Linked DNA regions of Sus scrofa: all the other regions are linked to region 3. Evidence: chromatin contacts called from public HiChIP or PLAC-seq data. All regions are on one chromosome and are shown on one strand. The core of a region is the stretch at or near the end of the contact, and the rest is flanking DNA. Distances in the headings are between cores, read along the strand shown.

Region 1 (2,963 bases), core at 92-2,591, 420 kb after region 3:
CTTTAACAGCCCCCGCCTTCCACCTCATGCTCACAGCCTGCCCTGATCCGATCCACCCCAGCCCCAGCCTCCCTGGCGCCTTGCCTGCCCCTGCCCCCCTGGCACATAACCGTTTGTTCCAAGGGGGCCAACAATGCTTGCCATTTGGAATTTCTTGAGGAAGAAACTAAGGGCCTGAGAGGACAAAGAACTTACCTTAGGAGATGGAGCCAGGTCAGGGTGGAGTCTGGACTTGAACCTGCGTCTCTTTGTCAAAGCCAAAGTCCTTTCCCCCAGGCTCTTTCCTGGAAGAAGTCAGCCTTCATGGCACTCGATCAGTTCCTGTTAGTGATTGATGGATCGCAGTCAGATTTTTTAGCCAGCTTTGGCTGAGCTGGCCATCCTCCCTCCCCCAGTCCCTCCGCCACCCCCTTCCAAAGCCTGAGTTTCCAGGGCTTCTCGCCACGGGTACTTGGCTTTGAAAAAAACGAGCTTATTTTTCCTGCTTGTGTATCCTGGCCTTTCTCCCCCTGCTCACGCACAGCTGAGCCAGGTGCTGAAAGGTGCCATCTGGGGGGACCTCTTTTTAATGGTCCTGTTTGGGGGTCCCTCCCCAGAGAGGGGCTTGCGGGAATCTTCTCCCAGAGCCTCTTTTTCTTGGATCCGCTTGGAGATGTAACATTTCAAAGCCCTGCTTGGCTGGAGGACTTTTTATTGTAAACATAAAACCGTCATTGAAACAGTAAACGTTTTACAGCTGTTTTTCAGCACATAAATTTTCATGGACACCCACCCCCTCACTGCCACACCCTCCCCATCTATTTCTCCTCCTCTCTCTCTCTCTTTGGCTCTCTTTTTAACCCTTTCATGTAGTTCCAAGGCCAGAGCAGAGGCTGGGTAGAGGGGCTGGATCGCAGGTAAAATATACCAGGCGATGCCCGGTCGTGCCGTTCACGAAAGACGTTGTACTTGAACCCAGCGAGGCATGTGCAGCTTCCAGGTCCCTGCCAGGGGATGCAAACAGTTCCTGTTGCCTCCCTGAGCCACCGTGAGGCTGAGCCCAGTGCCAAGGCTGAGGAGGCTCCCAGGCAGGCCCAGATCGTGTTTCTTCTCTCAAGCAGAACCCAGGAGGGCTGTTTCTGAGAAGGGTGGAAGTTTCCAGAAGGCCAGTGCTGAGATGGCACGGACCAGCCTGTGATTTGTCCAAGGGCATCCCTTCCTTCTGATCGGACAGCCCATGGGCCATTTGGCGACTCTTCAAAGTGGGGTCCAGCGGAACGCTGACTTGTTTTGGTTAAAAACGGGGCCGAGTCCAGCTGGTGCTGAGAGTTGTGGGGAAAGGGATGGTGCTCACAGTGGTGACAGTCACAACTCTGCCAGGCTCTGGCCCGCTCACCGTGTTTGCTGTGCGCCGTGGGTACCTCGGGCTCTGTGGCTCTGCCTCCCACTCTCCGAACATAGAGATTCCCAGGAAACTCTCGTAAACTCCGACGGCGAAAATGCGGAAGCAGGTACCTCAGGACACCTCTTGCTAAAGGCTGCACAGGACAAGCTCACAGACACAGTCCAAGGCTGCCGCGCTTGGCGCTGCGATGCTGAGTGTGGTTCCGGGGAAGGAGCCTGGACGGTGCGGCACCTGCTGCCTCCACTGGCTCTCTGCCAGACAGACCCTGAGCGTCGCGTGTGCGCTTCGCGTTTGTGTTCCATATCCTCTTGGGATTTCTCTCAGCTAGAGGACACAGGTACTAATACAGGTCTTCTGGAAGGTGGCATAAGACTTTGAAAAAGCAGGAGATTCCCATATCTGACCACCACCCTGGCCAGGGCGTCGTGATGGGTGGGACGAACCTCCTTGCTCCAGGAGCAGGTCATGTGACTTTGTTTCGCCCGTGGAATCTGTGCTACCACGCTGCGAGCGGAGTCTCGAAATGGGCTGCATGACTGGGTTTTTGCCCCTTGCACTTTTCTCATGTCCGGTGCCTCTGCAGCTGGAGCCTCCGAATGAGAAAGGTAAGGAAGACCTGAACCTGACTTTCCACTGGGGACCAAGTTCAGCCAAGCCCAGCTCATGCTGGGCAACCCTCCCCACCAGCCCAGAGCCCAGCATAGGAGAGAAAGAAACGTGGTCTTGTGAACTCCTGAGGTTTCAGGGTTGCTTGTTACTCAGCAGTATTGTATCAGCTGTGCCCTTACACCCCAGTGGCTCGGCGCTCTACTTAAGATAAAAATCTACGCTCTGTACCCGGCTCGCTTGTCCTGCAGGCCTGGAGTCCTGCCCACCTTGCAGATTTTATTTCACACCATGCCCAGTCTTGCCCTGTCCCCTCCAGCCAGTCCAGTCTTCTTTCCGTTCCTCAAACGCACACAGCCTGCACCTGCCTCAAGGCCTTTGCACACCTTGCTCCTCTTGATGATGCTGTCTCATCTTTCTGACTCAGTTCAAAGATCACGTCCTCAGAGGCCGACCCTGACCCCTCTATCTAAATAAAAGCAATATAATCACTGTCATTTCACTATTGACAAAGCGCTCCCATTCTACGCGAGACTATGTCGTCAGCATCTCGTTAGAGCCCCGTGACACAGGTACTCTCATTAGCCTCCCCGTGTACACACGAGGTGTTGCACCTCAGAGAGGCTTAAGCAAGATGAGTAAGTGGGGGCGTTGGTTCACCCCCGTCCCTCCCAGCCCACGCTGGTTCTTTCCTGCCGAGCACTTAGAGCGCTCTATGGATGCGTTCGTTCCTCCTTCACTGGCCGTCTCTTCCTCCCTAGAGCATCAGCTCACGAGTGTTGCCCAGCTTAAGGGGAGGTGCTGTGGGCGCAGCTGGGCAGAGGCTAGTCAACATCCCGGAGCTCAGTCCTAGCCCCGTGACCCTTCTCTCAGCCCGGTTTCCCCACTGTCACTGGAGGGGCTCATCCTTGGTCTCTTGTGTCCTTCTGAGGCTGAGCCTCCTAGGGTCTCGGAGCCCCTGTAGCCCTCAGAG
Region 2 (3,159 bases), core at 598-3,097, 440 kb after region 3:
AAAAGCAGTGCCTTGATTTGCCCAGGATCACAGAGTCAGGGGCTTTTCCAGCTGGGAGCCAAGGGCAGCGCTGTCCCTGGACTCGACCCCCTCACCCCCGCCCCTTGCTATTCCAGGCCTGGTCCGGGGACCACCAGCATCAGTGTCCTGCTGAGTCAGAGTCTGCATTTTCGCAGAGTCTCCGGGTTGGTGTGCATGGCAGTTTCAGAAGAGCCGTTCACTTCTACCCCCACCGCCATGTGTGTTGAGAAGACAGCACTTGAGCAACGCCTGTGCCTGGAGCCTCTGGGGAGGCTGCAGTGACAGTAACCCAGCCCCTGTCATGAGAAACTCAGAACACAGGGCAGCAGACCACCAACCCTGTGGGCGTGGCTGTGTAATCAAAACAGTAGTCACCAGCTGTTCAGAGAACACAGAGGAGGGCACTTTACCAGGAGAACCATCTGTTGGTGCTTATTCCTAACCGAGTGGGAGGCAGTCATTGACTGTGGTTGAGAAGAGCAGCTCTGGATTCGTGTTGTCTGGTTTCAAGTCCTGGTTCCACCACTTCCCAGCTGTGTGATGTGGGACAAGTTACTTAACCTCTCTGGGCGTTAGTTTCTGTATCGGTTTCTATATCTGCACAAAAAGCAAGTACTGTTATGGTTTTAGAGGAATCATAGTAGTACCTGCTTGTTGTACAGATCAAATGAAATGATACTGTGAGGGATCCAACACAATGACTGACACTCAGCTTAATAAATGTCCGCTATTATCGAAAGCTGAGTAGGCAACAAACAACAGCAAAAACAAAAGGCCTGGAAGGGTTTTCTCCAGTGTGTGTGGAGGGGAATGTGCGTGGACCAGGTGAACAATAGTTCTCCAAATGCAGAAGCCCAACTGAGTGTGACATCCGGGAAGCACGAGGCAACATTTCTCATAAAGGATTTTTGCCCCAAGCCCTGACTTTGTGTTGAGCACCATTCTACGCCCTGAGGATATGAAGGTCACTTTGCAAAAACAATTCCCACATCTGGAGGCCTCACAGTCAAGGACCAGGAGATCATTGGTCATTTAACCTCATCCATATGGTTACTTCAGAGCTACACATTTCCCTCTAAGTACCTCTTTAGCTGCATCCTACCCATTTTGGTATATTGTATTATTTCTCATTTAAACATTACCTGTGTGATTTCTTTTTTGACTCCCACATGTTTATGGTAGGATTTATTCACGTGTTTTCAGCTTAGCCAGCACTCAGTCAATATCTGCTAGGCACCAGGCAGTGGCCCAGGGACAGCTTCTGAGCACAAGCGGTTCATAATCCAAAGAGGCATCCGCCATTGAGTCGGACACAGACATCAACTCCCCTTTTTCACATAGAATACGGTAAGGCTATGTTCCAAATTTCTAAATCCCTGTTTCTCTGACAGGTGTTTTTCAATGCTCAGTTGTTGCCTTTGAAGCCAAGCCTATCCTGGTCACCACTGTATGCCCAGCACCTAGCCCAGTGCCCTGCACATAGTAGGCACCTTAATACAGTATTTATTCAACAAAGTTGTTACTTTGGTACTCATGCATTTTGTCTCGGTTCTTTGGGCTGTTCTCTGAACCCCTCTGATTTTGACTCACTTCCCTAACTTGCAGATAAGACATATTGAGATCCTGTTTGTTGGCACAGTGGCGCTGTCTCTCTCCTTGCTCGTGGTTGTGCAGCAAGGTGAGTTTGTACAGGATTGTGCAGTCCCCAGTGCCCGAGACTCCCGTCCCTTGCCTTTCCCTCCGCTGAGTCAGAAAGGCCCTTCCCTCCCTCCGCCTTCTGTCCGTTGTGGGCCGGGATATGTCTGGGCTTCTGCCCAGATCGTGCTTGGAGTGGCACCAGCTGCACAGGACACGTGAACTGTGTGCTCCGGGGGATCCAGAAGTGGCCATCTGAGTAGGATCAGCTGCTGCTCTGGGATGCAAATCTGTCCGTCAGCTCTGCTGAGAAGTCACCATGTTTCTCCCGCTCCCAGCAGTTTAGGGGGGGCCGTGTAGCTTTCAGTCTTCCGGCCCATGCCTGTTTCACAATGTGGCCGGGGGTCATCAGATAGCTCCACGTTCCTGCCACAGCGGGTAGTTTCCGTGGGGGGTGGGGGCGCCTCCCACCCCAGCCAGCTCGGCCTTTCAGTGGGCGTATTTGAACCTGGTGAGCCCCCACTCCTCCAAGAGCTTCACCCTAGATGCCCGCTACTCCAGCCCCACGTGGCAGGAATTTCGGGGCGGGGGGGGGCGCTTATTGTTCTGGGGAGATGCCTCTTCCAGGAGTGGCTTGGGAGGGTCAGAGCTCCTTCCATTCAGACCAGTCACCCACTTCTCCAGAAATCGCGTCCCCTTCTTTGCGCCTCTCGTGCCGACATTCCCTGCATCGCTCGTCCCTTTCCTGTATTGCACTGCCCTGTAAACTGGTGAATAACTGCGTGGGTTCAAAAGCCATGCTGCCTCTTTTGATTCCTGGCTCCCCCACATGACCTGTGATAACCTTGGACCAACTGTTTGAGGCCGTTTGAGCCTCAGTTTCCCCATCTGCAAGATGGGTGCAAGACTAGCACCTCTTCCCAATCCCGTGAGGATTCAGGGAGGTGATGCCAGCATGATGGCGGGAACTTGGCGAACCTTTGCACAGAGGTCCGATCTCTTGCCATTGCTGTGTCCTGGGCTGACTGCGGGGACAGCAGAGTTCTTAAAAAATAATCGCTTTCACAAACGCCAATATTTCAGTTGTGCCTCTCCGGTATAGACATCTGCTTATGAAGAGCTAGCAATACTGGAGGTTCTAGGTAAGACCTGGCTCACGACAGAGGAGAGTGACAGACCAAGGAGGGACTGACACAGAGAGAAACCAGAGCCACAATTGGGCAGCTCTGTAGGAGAAGCCATCCCGGACTGGGGATGCTGGAGCTGGAAGGAATGGGGAAGAGATTTCATGGAGGAAATTTACCTGCCTTGGCTGCTAGTGGGTGATAAGCACCAAGGACTGCCGGGGTTCTGAGGATGTGAAGGTGTAGGGAAGGAATGACGGAGCCACGACCTCATCCCGGGGGGAGTCCATTCGGGGAGATGCACGTCTCCCTGGAAAAGCTTAGGGCACAGGTGTCCCGAGGAGCTCCAAGTGGGTGGGCTGGGAGGGGAACCCTCTGC
Region 3 (3,323 bases), core at 28-2,527:
TGTTGGGAAGAAATCCTTGTTCCTGCAGATTTGGGGCAGCGATAAGAAAAGCTCCCTTTGGGAAACTGGGAGACTATCTCCAGGGTTTCTCGCTCTCTGTGTGTGTGGGGGGGGGAATAAATATTCACGCGCACACACATGAGAGGAATAAAATTATTTGTTTTGAATTTGAATTTACTTTCGCTTTTGGAAGACCGCATAAGATCTATAAAAATCCTTTGAAAAACGGGAAGTGCTTCTCAAGTATTATTTTCACGTTCTGTCATTGATTTGGAAATTCAGAAGGAATGAATATCTGTATTTGTTTATTTCTAAAGCCCTTGGCTTCCTTTGGGGCCACTACCTGTTAGAGGCGTGTGGAAGGGAAGGCCAGGAAGAGATACTTACCATTTTGGCAGGGAGTGGTCCCTTCAGCTGGAAGCAGTCCAGGTTCTAAGTCAGACACTGGCGTGGTGTTTTCCTGTGTTTTCACATACCTGAAATGCTGTCCAAACCTCGTCAGTGACCAGCGTGCTTAACTGCCATTTCATCGTTGTACACGTTGGTCTACCTCTTTTCGAGGGCTGCCTTCCCCATGGTAACATGAAGGTTACCCCATGAAGGATATTTTTAAGGTGCTGTGGTGGCCTGGCAGCCTCATGTTGGAATTCTCCCTCCACGAATGGACTCCGTTCTATGAATAGGTACCATTTCAGCTTAACTAAGACTTTAAAACGTTCTCCCTTGATGATTCACTTTTCACACCAAGATGCCCCTTAATCCGCCAGAACCTGTCAGTGTTCTCTTCTCCTTGGGCCTCTGCGCTGATTCCCTCCCCAGCAAACAGGCGCCCCCAGTGCTTGGCCCAGGAGTTACTACCTGATGGGCCCCCGTTCCTCGTCTCTCTCTGCAGGTACTGTGCGCCCTGACATTCTAAGCTGCCTGCAGGAAGAAGGGGCGCGGGCCCAGCATCCTGATTATGTTAGGAGAACATAAGACCCATTTAAAAAAATTCCTGGATTATGAATGAATCGAGCATGCACACAGCGGTTCCATTTTTAAAAAGCTTTGTGAATGCTAACTCATACGCAGCCTTTAGAAATTTGAAGTCTAACATTCAGAATGCTCTAATCCCTAAATTCTCTGGTTCAGGTTATGCTATTTTTATGAGTATTAATTTCCATACAGGCCTTTAAAAATCAATTGCTCCCTGTAATTACAACACTGCGTTCTAGTGTTTGTGATATATCACACGGGGATACTTGAGGGTCATCAGGAGTTCACGGGTGTGGTGCTGGGGCCAAGGCCTCGCCCCAGGGCGCTGGCTCCAGCGGCCTTGTTTTTGTATGTCTCGGCAGGGTTTACAAGTTACTCAATAGCCGAGATTGCTGTTCCATCGTGCCTGTTTCGTTTTCAAAGCGTTGAAAAAGAGTATTCTCTAAAACTCCAGTATTTTGGGAAGTCTTGGACTTGATAAGGCATTTTCGAAATTGAAGAACTAGGAAACCATAGAAACAAAATGCTTATAATTCTCCCAAGTCAAAAGCTAACTCTGATTTTATTATGCATTGACCACAAGTCACTGTATGTTGGATTGATCGGGGGAAAAAGAACCACAGGTCTCTATTGTAAAAGTAGAAGTAAAATGACCCACAGGTCTCCTAACGTAAGGGATTTCAAAATTAAATCCAACTTAAAAAAACCAACCCCGACTGAGTTGATACAGCAGGATCTTGGATACAGGTTGGTTTGTTTATTTTTATTTTTTTACCCCAGTGATTAGGATAACAACACCACTTCTAATTTCCTGCTGGGTGACCTGGAAAACGGTTGACTTGACAGTGGGTCCTTTTGTCAAGAGAAGATGGGAAGGAAAAGAAACCCCTACCCCATACCCGTCGGCTTTAAAATAAGAAAATACACACACACACACACACACACACACACACACGTTACGAAGTTGGTAAAGGTGATGGAAGAAAATGTTGTGCCTCATTCATAATTAATTTTAAATTATTATGAAATATTTATTGTTGTTATTGGTGAGGAAAGGGCTGTGCCAAGTCTCCTGTCTTCAGATAGCTCCGGACTTTAAAGTGGAGCGTGGCCGTGCTTGTCATTCTCGGTTTGTGGCCTTTCATGGTTGTGTGTGTGTGTGTGTTTCTGGAAGGGGATGCGCCTCACTGTCGTTAGCTCTTCTTGTTTAAAGTCTAGTTGATTTTCAAGGTTGTGACCATCTCTTTGCTGCAACAGAGCGATTCAGTTATACGTGTACACACAGCAGCCCTTCTTGTTCCGATTCTTTGCCCACGTGGGTTATCACAGACTGTTGAGGAGATGGCCTGGGCTCTACAGCAGGTCCCTGCTGCCCATCCATTTCCTGTACCATGTGCCAGTCCCCAACCCCAGTCCAGCCCTCTCCCCGACCTTTCTGATTTGGTAACCATAGCTTGTTTTCAAAGTCTGTGAGTCTCTGTGTTTTGTAAATAAGTTCATTTGTATCCCTTTTTTTAGATTTTACATGCAAGTGATATCACATGGTATTTGTCTAACTTCAGTTAGTATGATAATCTCTAGGTCCGTCCATGTTCTTTCAAAGGGCATTTTTTTCATTCTTTTTTTATGGCTGAGTAATATTCCCTCATTTATATATGTGTATGTATAAATACACTTCTTTATCCATTTCTTTGTCCGTGGACATTTAGGTGGCTTCCATTTTTTTGGCTGTTGTAAGTAGTGCTGCAGTGAACACTGGGGTGCATGTATCTTTTTTAAAAAAAAGTTTATTGAAGTATAGTTGAAGTTTATTGACGTATAGTTGATACATGATAAGTAGGTGTACAATACAGTGATTCCCAATGATTAAAAGTTATTCTCCATTTATAGTTAATATAAAAGTTATATTCCCCACGTTGTGTGCTACATCCTTACAGCTTATTTAATAATTTTATACATGACAGGTTGTACCTCTTGTTCTTCTGCCTCTATCGTGCTCCTCCCCTATTCACAACCCCTAGTTTGTGCTCTCGATCTTCGAGTCTGCTTCTTTTTCTTCAATGTACTAGTTTGTTGTGTTTTTTTAGATTCTGTGTATAAGGGATGTCATAGCGTATCTGTCTTGCTCTGTGTGACCTCTTTCCCTTAGCATCGTGCCTTCCAAGTGTGTCCATGGTGCTGCAAATGACAGCATTGCTTTTTTTTTTTTACTATCCGAGGAGTATTCCATTGTATATACATCTTCTTTATCCATTCTTTGTCGGTGGACACTTGGGTTGCTTCCAGGTCCTGTAAAGAGTGCTGCTGTGAACACTGGGGCGCAGGTATCTTCTCAAATTCCTGTTTTG

The links. HiChIP or PLAC-seq counts read pairs in DNA pulled down with a chosen protein or histone mark.
Region 1: a contact with region 3 is called in an H3K27ac HiChIP or PLAC-seq map of skeletal muscle, with 4 times the contacts expected there. The contact joins two enhancer-like sites. A contact is called at or near these places in 1 of 47 Hi-C or Micro-C datasets (fetal liver) and 1 of 2 datasets of contacts at active chromatin or transcription factors (skeletal muscle).
Region 2: an H3K27ac HiChIP or PLAC-seq map of skeletal muscle shows a contact between it and region 3, with 3 times the contacts expected there. The contact joins two enhancer-like sites. A contact is called at or near these places in 5 of 47 Hi-C or Micro-C datasets (embryonic fibroblasts, fetal liver, liver and 1 more) and 1 of 2 datasets of contacts at active chromatin or transcription factors (skeletal muscle).

The regions. Positions count from the first base shown.
Region 1 is chr6:9,323,724-9,326,686 of Sscrofa11.1, reverse strand. All of the region lies in intron 8 of WWOX (WW domain-containing oxidoreductase), which reads left to right. Among named protein-coding and RNA genes, the nearest start is that of WWOX, 550 kb to the left of the region's middle. Within about 2 kb of position 1,341, at least 11 of the 83 cell types and tissues checked have an H3K27ac peak or open chromatin away from gene starts, as enhancers often do. A contact at or near this core is called in skeletal muscle, where this site is marked.
Region 2 is chr6:9,307,954-9,311,112 of Sscrofa11.1, reverse strand. The region is part of intron 8 of WWOX (WW domain-containing oxidoreductase); the gene reads left to right. Among named protein-coding and RNA genes, the nearest start is that of WWOX, 560 kb to the left of the region's middle. Within about 2 kb of position 1,847, at least 17 of the 83 cell types and tissues checked have an H3K27ac peak or open chromatin away from gene starts, as enhancers often do. A contact at or near this core is called in skeletal muscle, where this site is marked.
Region 3 is chr6:9,743,680-9,747,002 of Sscrofa11.1, reverse strand. The region is part of intron 5 of WWOX (WW domain-containing oxidoreductase); the gene reads left to right. Among named protein-coding and RNA genes, the nearest start is that of WWOX, 130 kb to the left of the region's middle. Within about 2 kb of position 1,277, at least 17 of the 83 cell types and tissues checked have an H3K27ac peak or open chromatin away from gene starts, as enhancers often do. A contact at or near this core is called in skeletal muscle, where this site is marked.